Linked DNA regions of Oryzias latipes: region 1 is linked to region 2. Evidence: chromatin contacts called from public Hi-C data. All regions are on one chromosome and are shown on one strand. The core of a region is the stretch at or near the end of the contact, and the rest is flanking DNA. Distances in the headings are between cores, read along the strand shown. Region 1 has its middle 14 kb from the start of park7. Region 2 holds the start of pax7 (paired box 7).

The links. A called contact is a pair of places that touch in the nucleus more often than the background predicts.
Region 1: a contact with region 2 is called in a Hi-C map of embryo, with 2.4 times the contacts expected there. The contact joins the enhancer-like site here to the promoter of pax7 in region 2. A contact is called at or near these places in 2 of 5 Hi-C or Micro-C datasets (both in embryo).

What each region holds. Positions count from the first base shown.
Region 1 is chr5:8,932,703-8,937,782 of ASM223467v1, reverse strand. No RefSeq gene overlaps it. Among protein-coding and RNA genes, the nearest start is that of park7, 14 kb to the left of the region's middle. Within about 2 kb of position 3,117, at least 3 of the 8 cell types and tissues checked have an H3K27ac peak or open chromatin away from gene starts, as enhancers often do. A contact at or near this core is called in embryo, where this site is marked.
Region 2 is chr5:8,879,304-8,884,637 of ASM223467v1, reverse strand. pax7 (paired box 7) reads right to left here and starts at 3,231. Exons shown (of 9, transcript NM_001305635.1): 1 at 3,144-3,231; 2 at 1,942-2,177; 3 at 1,226-1,370; 4 at 772-900. The coding sequence starts at 3,231.

The sequences.
Region 1 (5,080 bases), core at 1,868-4,367, 53 kb before region 2:
ACAGGCCCATATCAAAACAGCACACACGGCCTGTGAAAACGGCTTGGCTCAGATTTCTCTCTGACAAAATACACATTCACCACAACTTCCAGGAGTAGCAAGCTGAATCCTAATTCTTTTTTTTTCTTAAGACAACAACAAGTGTAAATGACAAAAGTAAAGTGCTGTAAAATGAGCATGAATGCTCAAACTTGCACAAGTTCCACCCCAGGTGCCTTCAATCTTTCAACACCTCCAACCCAAAGCAAAAATATTTCTAAGTGAGTCGGCCAAGTTCAAGTTTGGCTCCCCCTCTGATCCATATTTTTCACACAGTGCCGCTGTGCACATTAGAGCCAGCTGGCTCGATGACATAACTTCCTTCTTCAGTTGTAAAGATATGGCGACATGAACATGTGTAAGTCTGCCTTTACATCGCCCATCACTGACACAAGAGCGCCCCGAACATCTGCTCTGAACAAGCCGAGGAAGCGGGAGAAGGAGACCGCCCTCACAGGCCCCCACGCGATAACTGACGACCAGAGCCAGTTGTTACAAATGCCTTTGATGGTATAACTTTAAGCTAAATTGACAGTTTTTAATTTTTAATTTTTATCATACGTGCTATTCTATAATTTAATTTGGCAATATTCAATTTTATGGGACAATCTCATCTGAGCTGAGAAGTGAAGCGCAACACAACAGAAAAAAAAACAACAAAAATGTTCCCGTCTTGATTGCCATCATTCCAGCCATTGCTGCTGAATGAATAGGAACCACAATGGTCCCCACCAGGCACAGAGGACGGAGAAACAAGGAGGAATATTAGAGGAGAGACAGATCCAGTTGAAAGAACCAGCTGTTAGGCCATCTGAACCCTGGGAAAGTCTGATACTTTTTTAATGTATGTTTGATCACCTCGCCAACACGTCAGCCTGACTTATAAACCCCCACCCCCCCGAAATATGCAGGGAACAGGTGGAGGGGGAAGTTTGGCAAAGGCTGAAAAAAGGCTGGATGCCAGGTCACTACTTACTCCAACAATATGTGATACTTTGAACCCTCGTGTTTGTCTCCTGCGCAGCACTAAATCATTAATTTTCCCACAGTCTTCCTTTCTTTCCCCCACCTTGTTGTGTATTTGTTGCATGCAGCTGTTTGTGTCAGCGCGGAGAGGTGGCTGGGAAAAGATGAAAAAGAGAAGAAAAAAAAATTGTTCCAGAGTATTAATGTGGTGCAATGCGGGTGCAGACGGTACAGCAGCATGCGCACCGACTTCTTTGTTTCTGTAATGTTTCACTGAACAAAACAAATAGCCAGCCCCTCAATCCAGTTTTGTCCATAACCTCTGAAATGAGACTTTATGTTTCATACAAACAGCATCTTGGTTACATCAATAATCCTGCAAATGAAATCGATTTCCCCTCCCGCTCGTCCAATTCTGATCACAGCTGGGTTCCCCATATGGAGTATTAATGGGGTGGAGCACCCTGAGCCTGATCTAAAGCTAGAGAATTCTGGGCACACCACAACATCAAATCCCACTGTAATTACCTTCATGCAAACACAGGGGCCCTCTGCGGCACAATATGGGTTGAATAAATGGGATTTATGTGCATTGTTTTTGACGCTGGAGTTGATCTTGAATTTGTTTGGTGCAATTTACCAAGATGCTTAAGGAAATTGAAGAGAAGTGACGACGCATCGCGCAAATGCCCTGTTATGATGAGCTCAACGTGCCAGCTTTGGGTGGCTCATCTACATTTTTGACAGCAGTGACTCTTTGGGAGAAATGCAAAAGTTTTGTAATCATTGTGTTTTGGGCAAAATCAAATTACAGAGATCACGGAACTTGACAATCTTCATTCATCTTTTTTTTTTTTTTCCTATGAAGAAATCCTTCAAATGAAAGATGAAGGCTATTTTAGCACAGCAGACGGTTAAGTGGCTGGTTCTTCTCAATTAGCTTACACATGTATTCCAGCTCCATTTTGGCACAGCAAATAAAGTGTCATTTTGTCACTAGATTATACCATTTGCATTAAGGCTATTGTCTTAATTCCCCTAGGCTGTAGTGTTGAGAAATCAGTAAACATTCACAGGACCAGGCTGTATCCTCTGTTACAGCCATCCCTATCCCATCATGCACACCCGAGCCTTCTCTCTCCAGCAGGTGGGGGTGGTCATGCACCACGCAACACGGTTATGGGTTTAAGTCTGAAATCTACATACTGAAATGACTTCAGCTCTCCCTCACAATACCAAACTTGGTGGAAGTCTGATGAGTTTATTTCATCAATTCCAGAAATGCTGCAGAGAGACGGAGGGTGGGAGGCTGACAGAAAGAGAACCGGAGACGGACAGAGGGAGAGAGGAGAGTGTATTTCTACATACAATAGTCTCTGTCCATCATTCTCAGCGCGAATGTGTGTGTGTGCATGAGCCCCACCCCCACATACAGGCTTGTGAGGGAGGAAGTTTGATGTGAATCCTCGCTGCTGCCCTCTGAGTAGCACCGCCATGGCCGTCCCTCTGCTCCGGGGTCTCAGGTGTGTGTTATCTCTTCCCCTGCCCCTGGGAACTTTCAACAGATATGCCAGTCAGCCCGGGCTGAACTGCTCTTGTATGTTCCTCACTAAACACGCCTGCCCTGGATTCTGCATTTGGAGGAAAATCAATTATTTGACCCCCCCTTACATTTCACAGCCCATTTTCAGCATGCTGGGGCCAATTACACCCAGCAGAAAGACCACTCTTTATGTCATTCCCGCGATGACCTCCATCTTGCAGCTCCACACGGAGAAGAACTGTTAAAGCACCAACTACAAGCACTTGTGCCATGAAGGAGCGTGCTAATGCACTGGTTACCCACACTTTAGCCACACCAGCTGCACCAAATACAGCAGCCTCTCAGCTGTCAGCGGCACTGTCTCTCAAATGGGAGGTGATCATCCCAAGTCCTGAGCACTGAGCGAATGCCACTGACGGTTTGACAGCCCTAATGAAAGCTGATTACCAGGAGGCATCTATTAATTTGCCCTTAATCATGACAAAGAGAGTCTGTGGCTAACAGCTGTGAAATGGCAGCCGCCGCGCGGAAATGAGGCTCAGGGAAAGGCAGGGGACAAGGGGTTAGGCCCTGCACTGTCATTAACTGCCTGCCATTGTGTGCGCTCGCTCAGAGCTTAGCTACAGGTAACTCAATAAGATAACACAGAGTGCGCTTGGCTCTCCTCTTTGTGAAAAGCCAGTGCAGTGAATCCCGGGCGGCTGTGCGAAGAATAGGGGGATATTGGTTTGCATGCTCCGAGCAGGAGTTCTTATGATCCAGGTGAGAAGCTGACAGTAACAGGTTTAAGCTCTGTTCCTTCATCTGCTGCAGGCTGGTGGGGGAAAAGTCAATCACAGACTGAGGAGGTTGCTGAATAAGGAACTGAGCTGGCTTTTCACTTAGACAGTGCAACAAATGGAAGTTAAGCTGAGCCCTGATGTGTAATTTTTGAATATAAAATAGTAAGCCTGACTGGTAAAAATGTTAAATAAAAAAATAATTTAAAAGTCATTTAAAATGACTGAAATGTGAAAAAGTAAAAGTCATTGAAATTTCTGTACTTCATTTAAAGAACTAAACTCTGGATGCTGGTGGTTGATGTGGCGGTGGTGGGGGTCCTTACAGGAATCCGAACGTTCTGTCAGGGTGATGGACTGATGTGGTTTATGGGACCCTGGGGAAGCATCGGGGGGTTGTGATCACAGAGGCTGTCACAAGGCCCATAGTCATCCAGAAACAGGAGAGCATTTAACTCTTACGATGATCTATTGTGAACTTAATGATCTCTGTTCTGTTAGGCACACAAACACATGTCTTTGAGGCTATATTACCACCCACACTTTAAACACATTTGTTTTTGCCCAGTGACAAATGGTTTTAAAGGAGTTTCTAGAAAAAAATCAGGTTAAATTTTAAGAAATAAATCTTACTAAAACAAAATAAAAATCAGACTTGGATTTTTCATTTTTGGGGAAAATTAATTCAATGATATCATTAGCAGATAGACTACATGACAAGATGCGTCAGAATATTTCTTTATCTGATTTTTATTTTTTACACAAGCCCATGCCACATTACCTTAAAATTCGATGATCCAATACTTTAAATTGGGGCAGAATGTCAAACTTAGAAACAGGGTTATTTACATTTTTAAATATTTGTTTTTCTGTCCGTATTTTTAAGCGGCGACAAATAAGGAAAACCGAAGAAACAAAAGGCCAATTAAGGCATATACTACAGAAAAGTGGTTTTGCTTTAACATTGAAGTTTGCATGTAGATTTTTTAGTCCAATGAAGCTGTGGTTATAATTGGAGCTGAAAATGCTGGAATAAGGAACCTTTCAGCATAATAGAACCAGCCAAAACCTGAGCACCTTCTTTTTTTTAAATGAAATAAATCGTCTATTGGTCTGGTCAAACAAGTGGCCGGGATAGGCTCCGGCAGCCCCGTGACCCCAAAAGGGAAAAACGGTCAAGAAAATGAATGAATGAATGAATGAATAAATCTTTGGAGATCATGCAAAAACATCACCTCCTCTCTGATTGGCTCTGTTTGAGCAAAATAAAGATTATGGTGGATGTATGATCAAGGAAAATCTGTATAATATAAGAAAATTAAAAAAAAGAAAAATCTTACTTGAACAATTCCTTTTCTGGGTAATTTAAAATAAATACACTTTAGAATATCAGTGCAGTTTGGGTTTAAGCATCATCAAACAATGTCCATGTTAATAATAATAATAATAAAAAGAATAAAAAGTTGCATTGGAAAATAATTCGAAACAAAGACATAATCAACAGAAACTACAGAAATTATACAGACTGTCAAATGTTTTGTTACCAACACCCATACTTTACAAAACACAGGAAAAAGCAAAACAAAAATGTTTATTCCCAAAATTCCTGACAAGACAGTGATCAAGAAAGTCTATAAAATAAATTATTTCTACATTTCCATTTCAAATATACCTGCTTAGCAAATCTGTGATAACATTTAATTAATAAAGCATATAAAAGGTTTTTCCTAAATATGAAAATATTACCGTAATC
Region 2 (5,334 bases), core at 1,982-4,481:
TTTTGCTCGTGAAGTTCAGATTCAAGTTTTAAACTATTTTTTATTATTTGGAGCGGGGGGGGGGGGGTCCTTTTGAGGAAGAATGAAGCCTCTGCGCATTTTTGTCTCCAATCCATTCACATAAAAGAGGGCCAAAGTTTGCATGGTTTAAAGAGGCGCAAGTCTCAGTTTATTGGTGTAAAACCGGCAAAGCAGGACAGTAAAAAAACAACGTTATACATTGATTATTATTTTTAATATTTGTGTGATGAACATTTAGTACATTTTATTGTTAAAGAAGCATTTGACCTTTTTAGGGTAGAAAACAAGGAAGCGAACAGACAAAATATATTGTTTTATGTGCCCGGAAATAATAATAATAATAATAGTAATAAAAATAATAATTATAATTCAAAGATTGATTTTCACTTTAACTGACAAGTGTTGAAATGTCAGTGAACTGACACCGTTTGCAAAATGGGTCAACTGTCAGCTGTCATTTAGAGGTCGTTAAATGACTGAGAAAATGAATAAGGAGGAATTCGCCACACAAATTAATTTTCTGCAGTTAAATACCTTCTGCCAAGACTCTCATAAATAATTGCATGAACGAACAAGTGCCTGGCTCGGAGGATCAGAGCAGGCATGAATTCTGCCTGTTTAGCAGCAGCTCGGAAGAACAGTTTTTCCCCCCCACAATCTGATTTTAGGCAGGAAGTCTATTTCAAACATTTCCCCCACTTTGATGATGATAATAAAATTTGAAATTTCAGAAATTTTGAGTTAACTTACATTTATCACCGAGGATGCCATCGATGCTATGCTTTGTTTTCTTTTCTCCATCTTCATCCTTCTTATCACAGTCATCCTCGTCATCTTTTTTGCCAAATCGGGCCCTCAAAACGCGGCTGATGGAGCTCACTAATGGCAACAAAAAGGTAAATGGGTGATTAGCCCTAAAACCCATAAAAGAACCAAAATAATCCTATCAAACATTTTAGAAGGATACAGAATAAGGCACAGCAAAAGTTTGACATGAAGCACCAGCTTAAACCAAACTGTCCAAAATGTTAAAGCAAAATGAAACAGAAACACTGAAGCCACATTTCAACAGGAGCTTTCTCTTTTTTTCTAGGTCAAACAGCTGCTTACTGATGGGGTTTCATTTTCAGTAAGTGGACATGTTGAAGTCAGTGATGCTGCAGTGTTCACTGGTAGTGAGTAAAAATAAAAAAGTGCAGCTTACCAGATGAAGCCTCACCTGAAGGAACTGTGCTTCTGTCGCACACACCGTCCTTCAGCAGCTTATCCCGGATCTCCCAGCTGAACATGCCAGGGTTTTCTCTCTTGTACTCTTCGATCCGCTTCTCCACATCAGGAGTTGCCACCTGCTTTAGGTTTGAAATGGAATCCAAGCAAGAATGGGGGGGGGGGGCAAACAAACGAACAATTTTAGTTTCACCTGTATTTTTATTTATCTATTTTATTTTAAGAAAATCTCATTCACAAAAAAAAAACTAATTACATTTTAGGGGGTTTAAAAGAAATATGATACTTGTTTATGTTTAAAAAAACGAATTAACTCATTAAAAAACATTTTATATTTTATAAATGTGTGGACCTATAATGTATGTTATTATAATGCACATATATAAATATGTTTTGAAATATTATTAATTCTATATTTCCAACCAAAAACCAAAAGTTATGTTATTTAGTTTAAAGCCTAAAACATTTTTTTTATTTGCATTTTGTCATCAAGGATGAAGCAGTGAATTTAATTAACAAAAAGGGCACAATTAAATCCATAATCTGTTATTCATATATATAAAAATACGTTTTTTTTCTCATATTATTTAAAATACAAAACTTTTATGGATTGTTAAAATAAAAATGACAGATAGGGGGTCCATCAGCCTGCTGCGGTGACCCAGTTTTTTGGGGCGGCGGACCGCCACTCACCCTGGGTTTACTGCCTCCGATGGCTCCCGGACGGATGGATCCGGTCTCCTGGTACCGACAGAGGATCTTGGACACACAACCGTGAGAAACTCGCAGTTGCCGCGAGATCACGCAGGGTCGGATTCCGTGGTGGGCCATCTCCACTATCTTGTGTCGGATGTGATTTGGCAAGGGCCTCCCGTTGATGAACACTCCTCCAAGCTGATTCACCCTACCCTGGCCCAGAGGGGTAGACACTGCGCCACAACAAACAACAACAGCTTCAAAGACGCGCAGCAGAAAATAATAAAAGTAAAACCAACAAAAACAAATCACTTCAATTTGAAAAGATAATTTTCCATCAGTGGCGCATTTGTTGTTGATATTTAGCAGGACGCGCTCATTATCATATTGCACATTTTCAAAGGAGCGTGGTGCCAAATTGACGCAGCCTTAGTCTGGATGACAGGATGCGTCCGAGGCCACTTGAGGAAGCAATTTCACATTCAAGAGACCCTAAAGTGGCCAACTCTCCCCACCTTGATTATTCCTAGTCATGCTGTACAAATATTGATGTGATCCTTTGAGCCATCTTTTTGCTGTGTGTGTTATTGCCATTTCCAGCAGCAGGACACTTGAGCAAATCCCGGGGCTCGAGGAACTCGCGAGCTACGTGGTTTTTTACGCTTCCGTCCGAAGCACTTGAGCACGAAGTGGGTGTTGGGAAAAGTGTTTCCACAAATGCATGCAAATAAAAATGTTCTTTGTTTTCCCGCCCATATGTGTCTGGTGATTTTAGTGGGGGTAATGTAAAAGTAGAATAAATTAAAGTTATTTTAAAAAATGGATTTACATGTTAAAATTGCAGATATTTGTTAAATAATGTATGAAAACATTTGGATATTAAAGAGAGAAACTAAAATATGACGGTTATATGTAGAGGCCTTTTTTGATAAGCAGTAAAGTTGGGATATAATTTATCAGAGTTTATTTAAATGTATTCATTTGACAAAATAATATATATATATATGTAAGTATTGTGTTAAAAAAACATTTTGATCTAAACTAAATTGAACTTAATACGCAGTGATTGCGCTTTTGTTCCAACAATGTTATTGTTTTATTTCTCAGCATGTGTCACATCTGAGGGCTCACACAGCGGGCAACCACTGAGGGTTCGAACACAAGTCCAAAAAAGAAGCACTCCTTGTCCCCTTCCTTACCTTCTAGGGGGAAACCGGTTCTTGGGTAATTCTGGCCTGGCGCAGGGCGCACCATCCGAGGCACAGTTCCGGGCAGAGTAGCCATCATCTAGCCACCCAGGCAAAAACACCCAACTGGACACTGATCGAGCCTTCAGCTCTGAGAAAGTCCAAGCTCCCCAGACCCCCAGCCCAACCAGAGAAACGATGAACAACCCCAACAAAGTGAAATAGAAAAAAAAGGAATGTATTCAAAACGCTCAACAAGATGCGCCGCTGCTGTCAAATCCTAATCCCAGGCGGGTGATCTTGACAAGCTCTCCTTCCACCGGAGGGGGGAATAAAACTGATCCTCTCCCCTGACGTGATGAATGTGCCACAAAATAAAGAAAAATGTTGCAACAAATTAGGTTTGGAAATGGAGGAGTGGCACCTAAATTGAGAGCGCTGGTGTTTCTCTTCCCCCTCGTTCTAGTTTGGGTTCAGTATAATGTCTGGTGGCTTGCTGGAAGTAGTTTAAGTGGCCAACTTTCGTGCATGTCGTAGGAGGAGACAGCCGCGCGCTCCCATAGGCTCCCTGCCCTTTCTTTTATGGATGAAGGAGAGTGGGTTTAGCCAGGAGCCGGCCGACCAATCAGATCAGCACCGTGCGCTTTTTTTTTTTTAATTCACTGCCGCTTCTCACACAAGAGCCCAAACAAGAAAAGCACTTCAGGATCGCAATAGATCTAAATAATGTTTGAAAGCATTTGCCTCTTGTCTGGGCGTCACTCAGCTGATCAAACCCGTGAAATATTAGTATTTATAGATTCCTTTTCTTACTTTTTTTTTTTTTTATAAAGTAAAAAGTGTTCCTCCAAAGTAAAATAAACTATTAGAAAAGTGAAGCGCATGATAAAAATATATTAATAAAATCTATTTTAAAAACATTTTGCAGAAATTCTCAATCAGTTTTTTTATTGAGTCATCCCAATTTAATGAAATCTGTCCATCAAAAGTTGAGTCTCCACCGCTGATTTTCTGGGGCCCGCTGCGCGCTAAACGGCACCAAAGCAGCTCTTCCAGGCCAGGGTTACACTTTAAGATGCCTTTCAGCTTGTTAACCTTTCAATTAGGATAATGCGCGCAGCATGAACAACCAAGTCGCTCTCACAGCTTTTGTGGCAATTACCCTGCAACATTCGGATCGACCCGGTATTGGTGACAACAGGTTGACTTGTTCAAGTAATTGCTCGAAGGTAATTGTTTAAAAAACTGATTGTGATGTGTCACTATTAAAGGCAAAACAGAAAGGGCCCATATGGCAGAGGAGAGGAGCAGCATGTGTTAACTCTGTGGGCCCACCGTGCATATAAAATTGTGTGACAATTGCCGTGGAAAACACTCCTGGTGGAAGGCAATTTCACAAATAATTTTAGCAACAATTAGGGAGTGTGGAGGGGTGAAATGGCGATTTCACATGCAGATGTGCCGGTGGGAAAGATCTGGTACCCTGCCGAATAGCTATGACCCTCACACTCCCGCTTTGGTTTGCTTCACATGGGACACGGAGGCACAAAGAGACCGCCAACCTCCCGGGAAGGCGCACAGAGCACTGGATTAAGTCAAGCATCAATCATGGACAGTCCAAACAACGGCGCATTTGCGTCCAGATCTGTTTTCTCCTCCTGAAGCCGCAGCAGCAGCAGCAGCAGCAACAGCAGCAGCAGCAGCAGGTAGGGTTCTGAAGGGAAAGGATCCCGCGCTCCTTCCTGCGACAATCTCTACTCCACAATGCAGCACCACCAGGTCTTACCTCTGTTCTGCTAATCTTTTAAAGCCTGATATTCATTTGCCACAGCTGTTAATAATTACACCATGCAGAAAAGCATCGGCATTGTGCAGAAACGTTTACGATGTAATGAATTCAACAGGCTTTGCAGTTTGTTGCTCCAAACATTTCTTGCTGTTAAGAGACAAAATGAAACAACACATGAGGCAAGATTTTAGATAGCAGCATTAAAATGATAAAAAAAAGATCTTTAATAATGCCTTAGTCTTTAAAAGTGCACGTTTTGTGCACTTGACCTAACTAAAAACAGCTGCATAAGTCAAACGATTAGATGTGCTCACTTTTACCTTCACTTTACGTTTAATGGCATGAAATTAGTAGCCTAAGCCTACTGCAGCTGAAGTAGGAGAGTCAGATTTATACTCTAAATTCTCAGGAAAA